Regions from separate parts of the Mus musculus genome. Here region 1 is linked to region 2. Evidence: chromatin contacts called from public promoter capture Hi-C data. All regions are on one chromosome and are shown on one strand. Each heading gives the region's core, a stretch centred on a gene start, on an enhancer-like site or on the middle of the called end of the contact. The rest is flanking DNA. Distances are from core to core; before and after follow the strand shown.

Region 1 (3,304 bases), core at 74-2,573, 600 kb before region 2:
ATCTGGTAGGTTCATAGATTTTTATGAAGTTTTTATCTACCAGTGACAGGAGGCTTGTTCTGGCACAAGTTAATTATAGGGCTAAACCTAGCATCTGGTAAGACAATTACTTGTTAGATCCTCAAAACTACAAAGTCCTCTCTTCTCTGGACTTTCTTTCTGTCTTTGCTGAAACAGCTTCTTTCCAACAATTTTCATCACAAACCAATGAGCAAAACTCATAGAAGAAACATTACCTCATGTACTCTCTAAAAAATCAACTGTATTTTCACTATTTACCAAAAGAATGTAAATAAACTAGATGTTACCTGATATCCTATATTAGAGTTCTTTAAATGTATATTACCTTGAATCAGATAAATTCATGCATAAAATGTCTTGCTTAGTCTGATCTAAGAATAACTCATATAGTTTTTAAACTAACAACAACAAAAACTAGGATATTCATTAGTAGTGGGTTAGCTAATTAATTTATGCTGCACATAAGAAATTAGTAATTATGTATGGCTTTAAAATCTTTATACATACACACACACACACACACACACACACACACACACACACATATATATATATATATATATATATATATATATATATATATATATATATATATATATTGAATGCTTGTTATTTGTTTGTTAACCTGGAATACATTTGTGTCATGGTGTACAGCTATAATTCTAGGACAGAAACGAGTGAGAACTGAGGAATGTGAGTGTAATGTCAGCCTATGCTACATAGTAAGATAAAACATCTCAAACAACAACAACAAACAAACAAAACAAAACAAAACCGAAAAAAAAAAAAAACACCAGAACAAAACAAAACCAAGTCCTGAGTCTGTAGCTCAGGGAAATAATATTTGCTGAGCATGTTCATTGTATTAGATTTGATTTTCAGCACCATGACAACATCAGTATAAAAACACTCCATACAGAATGACATTAATATTCAATGGAAATATTATTTATGATTGAAGATCTAGAAAATTAAAAAGGAAGATTTCAGCAGTGGAAATGTGAGTGCTTAAAAGCATAATTCCTAATATATACTTAGCTGCAATTAGTATAATTCAAAATCAAGGAGTAACTAAAAAAATAGTAACATAAGAGTAAATTTCAAACAGTCTATGACAAAATTAGCCTACGAACTTCAGTCCCTCTTTTTCCTATTTGTTTTGCTAAAGACAATGTTTTCCCCTCTCTGCAGCAGTGTGCATCTTCTCTATCTTCAAATATAAATCATTCACATTTGTTTTGTCCATCCAATACTATATGTTGTTTCAGATTGCAATAAGCAATTTCCTCTTTTTGCTTTGGTGACGAGGAGGGGCAGAAAATCATGAGGTTGAGTATCACCCGGTGGAAATTTAGTTCCGACTTTCAATTTTGAAACTCGTAGGAGATCTAAACCAGAAAACGCCAACGTTTCAGACAAATTTTCCCTCCACCAGCATCACTCCGGTAGAGACACAGGTAAAAGTATCTCCCTTTTTGTTCCTACCAAATGATCAAATATACTGAAGAGAATTTCAGGGGGTGTGATTTGAGAGCTGGATTGATGGGGAAGCACTTTTGGTTGTGTTAGATCAGATTAACTCTGGCAGCATGTGACAACTGCTATTCTGCACTAATTGTTTTCTTAGGAGTATACTGTGACTTGTGAGCTAAGAAATTAAGGTAGAGGGATCTCTGAAGTTAATTACTCTATAACTGCATCAAATGTTTATATATTATCCATCTGAAAGATGTAATAATAGGATCCAGGTAAAACGGGTCAATGTGTAAATGCACTTGCTACATAAGGATGACTGACCACCTATTTGATCCCTGGACTTCACATGAAGCTGGAGTGGGAGGATTCACTTAGTAAAATTGTCTTCAGGACATGTGCACCTCAGTTCACCCAGCAGAAGAGCAATAATAATAAGAATTTTGAAAAAATAATTCTGTAATGGAAGGATTCTTGGTTTGTCAAAGCAAATTGTGAATCAATTCTAAAAACTTCATAAATTGAAAAACTAGATAAGAATGTTTTCACATGTGCATCTTGTATTTGTTATCTGCTGGCCCTCAGCTCAGTTATTAATGTAAAGGTATTGTCAGTTATAAATACTATTTACAAATAAATTGATGTCTACTATCACATGGTATCCATGGGCATTAGCAAATGTGTACTGCATTGAGGGAAAATTTATTTTCATATAAACTCCTCTTGCAACATCATGTGTGTATTTATTATATGTGACATGGCATGTACATAGAATGATGTGAGATTAAAAGTTCACATTTAGGTATCCTCTATTCCTCTCTCTGTAGCTCTCACAACCTAGCTGGCAATGTCTATTTATGATATTTCTGTTTGCTGCAGTTACTAAAATTTACAAAACATTTGTGACAACTTTGAGCCAAGAGTCTCAGATGAGTTAGTTTATACCACATTTTTCTTTCTGAGTCTGTTTTATCCCACTCATTAGGAACTTATCTGGTTGAATTCACTTACCAGGTCCAACCATGGATAAGAATGTGTAGAATATGGCTGGTTGAACTGGTTGGACATCTCAGCTGACTGGGACTTCAAGCCAATAGATATTTATGTGCCTTGGATCACCTGCAGTATTGATCTTCAATTAATCTTTGGGAAACTTTGAGAGTCATGCATAAATAAGAAGACTGAAAAAATTAATATTCATGTATTATCAAAATATATAAATAATTCTAAAACAACATTTTTATTTATTCCTAAAATTTCGAGTCTTTATTTGAAATGATTGTTTAAACATATTTCAATGATTTTTTTAGTGTTTTTATGTGCTGAATATTTTGAGCAAACAGACAGTATCAATGGTAGAGTGATTTAGTAAAGTTTTAATCTTTTTCATATTTCTTAGAAATAATTGCTATTACCATTAGAAAGATAAACTAACTTAACAGAAATCTACAATGAGTTCTTATCTGTGATGGAAATTGGGATCAGTGCATGTCAGGGTGTTTGGATTATTAAGTGAGTTAGTCAGACTCTACCCTTTTTAATTTCTCTGTATCATCATATCCAGTTATGTTCCCATAGGTGAACATTTTAACATTTTTCTTAGAATTCATTGAAATCCCCATTTTACCAACGAACAGACTTCTTGTACTCCCACGATGAGTGAGCCAGAGGTCACTTACTCAACTGTGAGACTTCATAAGTCTTCAGGGTTGCAGAAACTAGTAAGGCATGAGGAGACTCAAGGGCCCAGAGAAGTTGGCAACAGAAGTAAGTGTTTAAAGTATCTAATATCACATGTATTTTTTAAAAT
Region 2 (3,636 bases), core at 836-3,335:
ACATCACACCCCATTCATGTCATCTGAAGGGATATCTTAAGGGGAAATAGTTTTTATGAAGTCATGGAATGTGATCATTCTATAAGCAATAGAGTGATGAGTCCCATCGTCTTGCAGTTGGTTTACCTCTTTTGCCCTCGACATTTCTGTTTTTGGTGGCAGGGGAAGAAGAGTTATTGAGCTTATGCTTCTACATCACAGAAATCATGACAGGAACTCAAACTGGTCAGTGATCTGGAGCCAGGGGATGACTCAAAGGCCATGGAGGGGTGCTGCTTACTGACTTGTTCCTCATGTCTTGCTCATCCTGCTTTCTTAGAGAATTCAGGACCACCAGCCCAGGGGTAATAATGGGCTGTGCCCTCCCCCATAAATCAGTAATTAAGAAAATGACCAAGGCAGCCAACACAATCAGGGAAAAACCCACTCCCATAGTTGGAAGACCTGCTTGAAGACCATGCTGGCTGCATATCTGCTCTGTATGTAATATGTGCTGGGGTTAGGTCAAGCTCTTGCATGCTCTTTGATTACTGGTTTAGTTTCTGGGAGCCTGCAAGACTGCAGACTAGTTGTTCCTCTATCCCATCTGGGTTCCTCAATCATTCTGCCAAATCTTCCACAAAAGATCCAAACTCCATCTAATGTTTGTCTATAGGGAAGAAGCAGGTCAAGACATAATGTGAACATAGCTAAACCAATCTCCAACAGTATAACTCAATTTTCAATGTCTTGAGCTCATTCTCAATCTGATGAATTCCTCTAAGAGATTTGACTCACTTTACTAGTCTGCTGTCTGCAGCACACACAGCTTGGCCTCTAAGCTCAGGCAGAATCTACTCCAAAAATGCTGCTGTTCTTATTGGTCATCCCATTGTACTAATATCTCTAAATGAATGAGGTCTTCTGTTGTCACTGAGGATATAACCTCAGACAACAGTCTTCTCGGGCTTCTCACAGTGCCAAGCCTCAGATGCTCTATATGACTTCTTCACTCTTTCAAAATTAGTGCCATCTAGGTGGCTCTTACACTACCAAGTTCAGCTGATACCCAGAAGTACACATCATCGATGTGCTCTCAGAAAACACTTCCAAGATTTTACCTCAGTACTGATGGTCTCTTCCTAAACACAATGAATTTCTAAGCTCCAGTCTTTACTTTACACTTTCAACAACTGTCAGTCTTCCCAATTATCAGACAATATATAAGTAGACTGCTATTTTATGAGTGTTTACAGTGGTTCAATCAGTAGGGTGCACATATTATTTAGCTTTCTGAACTTTCTGACAAATCTTTCCTAGAAAGATGGACACAATACAGTTAGTATCTTATCTAGTTGCATATGCCAAAGATACCCATTTTGTTTTCCTGCATGCTCTCCAACATGTGCAATTACAGATGATTTTCCAGATAAGAATGTCATATCATGGACCTTTTCATTTGCATTTCTTCTTCTTTTCGATTAATGATAGAAAGCTTTTGTAATTTTTGTATGTAATTTTATTATTAACGAAATGTATTTAAAAGCTTTTCCTCTTCTACATATACCTAAAGCTTAAACAATTTATCTATTCTTTTCAGTCTTTTATCATGTCTTTTTTTATATACACATTTTTGTTTATTTAAAGGTTGTGGGTGAAAACTATATGAAATTAGTAATGCAACTCTGTGTGAGATAGAATTTTAACAGCTTCTTTTTATTTTTATCACTATGAATTATTTTGTCATCTATTTTTAAAGTAGTGGATATTTTAATTCCTCCCCCTATAAAATTATATAACTATAATTTATAAATATTTGATCAGCAATATTTTTATAATCACACCACTCCTTGAAGTAAACTAATGTGTGTGTGTGTGTGTGAGAGAGAGAGAGAGAGAGAGAGAGAGAGATTCACAGAATAACATATTATACCTGTAGCAAGCTTTTCATTGTCAGTGTGTATTTACTTTTATCATCACAGATGCACTTGTCATTGTTCCCTCTGCATAGACTGTATCAGAACTAGGGCATCTCTCACTGGTGCAGTAGGAAGTGAGAACTGTACTCTTTATGTTTTTTTTTTTTTTTGCATGGAAGATGTTGCAGAGCAGTAGAGGCAAGTTACCAAGACTGAGAGGAAGCTAGTCCAGTCTTTTCAGGACTAAAAAAAATGCACAAGAAAAAGCATATTAAACATGGAACAAACAAGCAGGAGATTATTAACATAGGAACAAAATCTCCCACATTTCAAGAAAAGCAGAGACCCTCGAAGACAGACCAGAGATCTACTGTGTGGAGAGAAGAACAGAAAAAACAGGAACTGAAAGTTCACAGAATATTCCACCCCCAGCCCAGGACAGGATTCGATGTGGGCAAAGGAATAGGTATGATAATATATTTTGTATGTATTTTGTCAAGGCTAGATCTCAATTCTTGCATGTGGGTTGTTATCTCCTCAAAACCATTAGATTGTGACACTATCCTAAATGTCTGCATTTTTAGCATCTTAACTATTTCAAAATACTACCATGAAACAGATTAGTGCTTAAAGAGTCTCTGTTTATTACCCCTAAAATATCAATGACTCAGGTCTCAAGAGATTGTATTACTTGATGGAATGGTACACATAACTGTATAGAAGTTGTATTCTTTCTATTTATCCCCATGTTATTTTAAAAGTAATTATTGATTTTAAAAAAATACTATTTAGCCTAATTCAGCCCCACACAAACACATGGCATATTATAGAAAAATTGTAAAAACATTTTGGAAGTAAAACTTATAAGATTTCATACTTAGTGAGTTAATGGTATTCAAATTTAGGGGTTGAATGATGTTAGAATATAGGGTAACAAGATTCTTAGTTTAAATGATTGTTTATTTTAGTAAATTTACCATGAGACAACGGTTTCTTCCTATTGGCTTATGCAGTGAAAGTCAGAAGATGAACAGATGCATCTCAGTAACTAAGAGGGAAAAAACCATAAAGACATTGTATTTAAGCTGCTGATCTCCAACATGGAGATAGGGATGGGCAGGAAGGACTGATGTTAGAAGGCAGCACTGCAGATAGAAACTACTGAGAGAAAATGTTTATCAGAGAGAAGCAACTTGCAAGATTTCATCACCAAAGAAAGGATCACAACAAGGAGACATGAATTTACAATGGGGAAGAATTAGAAATAAAGCATATTAAAGTAGGAAGAGTGATAACCAACCCTGAACTTCAATGTGTAGAAAGAAAAACAACAAGGAGTTGACATGAAGGACTTTGGAGCATAAAGTAGGCTGGTAAGGCCACCAAGAAACTTCAGGATTGACCTCTGAAAAATTAGACAGTATTATGAAGACTCGGGAGAATGAGAAGAAATTGTCTTCAAGCCTTAAAAGTGAGAAACTCTCTCCTGTCTTCTTTCTGTTGTGTCTAGATCCCTGGCTGACAACATGGCAAATGATAACTGTCATCTTAGCAACGTTATGCATTATTTTGGTCACAAAAGTGGGCTTCTTGATTCCAAGCTGTAAGTAACTATAAAAAGAATTTGTTCTTCTTATAATCAGCCTACTATTGCTATAGCAACTCACTATGAAGACTAAATATTATATTGCACTAGCAAATGTATGCTAAATACTATTTATTACTGATGCAATTTTGT

The links. Capture Hi-C pulls out chosen DNA fragments and counts their contacts.
Region 1: a contact with region 2 is called in a promoter capture Hi-C map of liver, with 3 times the contacts expected there. The contact joins the promoter of Klra3 here to the promoter of Klri2 in region 2. A contact is called at or near these places in 3 of 9 other capture datasets (adipose tissue, liver and macrophages).

What each region holds. Positions count from the first base shown.
Region 1 is chr6:130,335,645-130,338,948 of GRCm38.p6, reverse strand. It overlaps Klra3 (killer cell lectin-like receptor, subfamily A, member 3), which reads left to right and starts at 1,323. Exons shown (of 8, transcript NM_001289605.1): 1 at 1,323-1,478; 2 at 3,098-3,261. The coding sequence starts at 3,150.
Region 2 is chr6:129,738,933-129,742,568 of GRCm38.p6, reverse strand. Klri2 (killer cell lectin-like receptor family I member 2) reads left to right here and starts at 2,085. Exons shown (of 6, transcript NM_177155.4): 1 at 2,085-2,364; 2 at 3,409-3,501. The coding sequence starts at 2,151.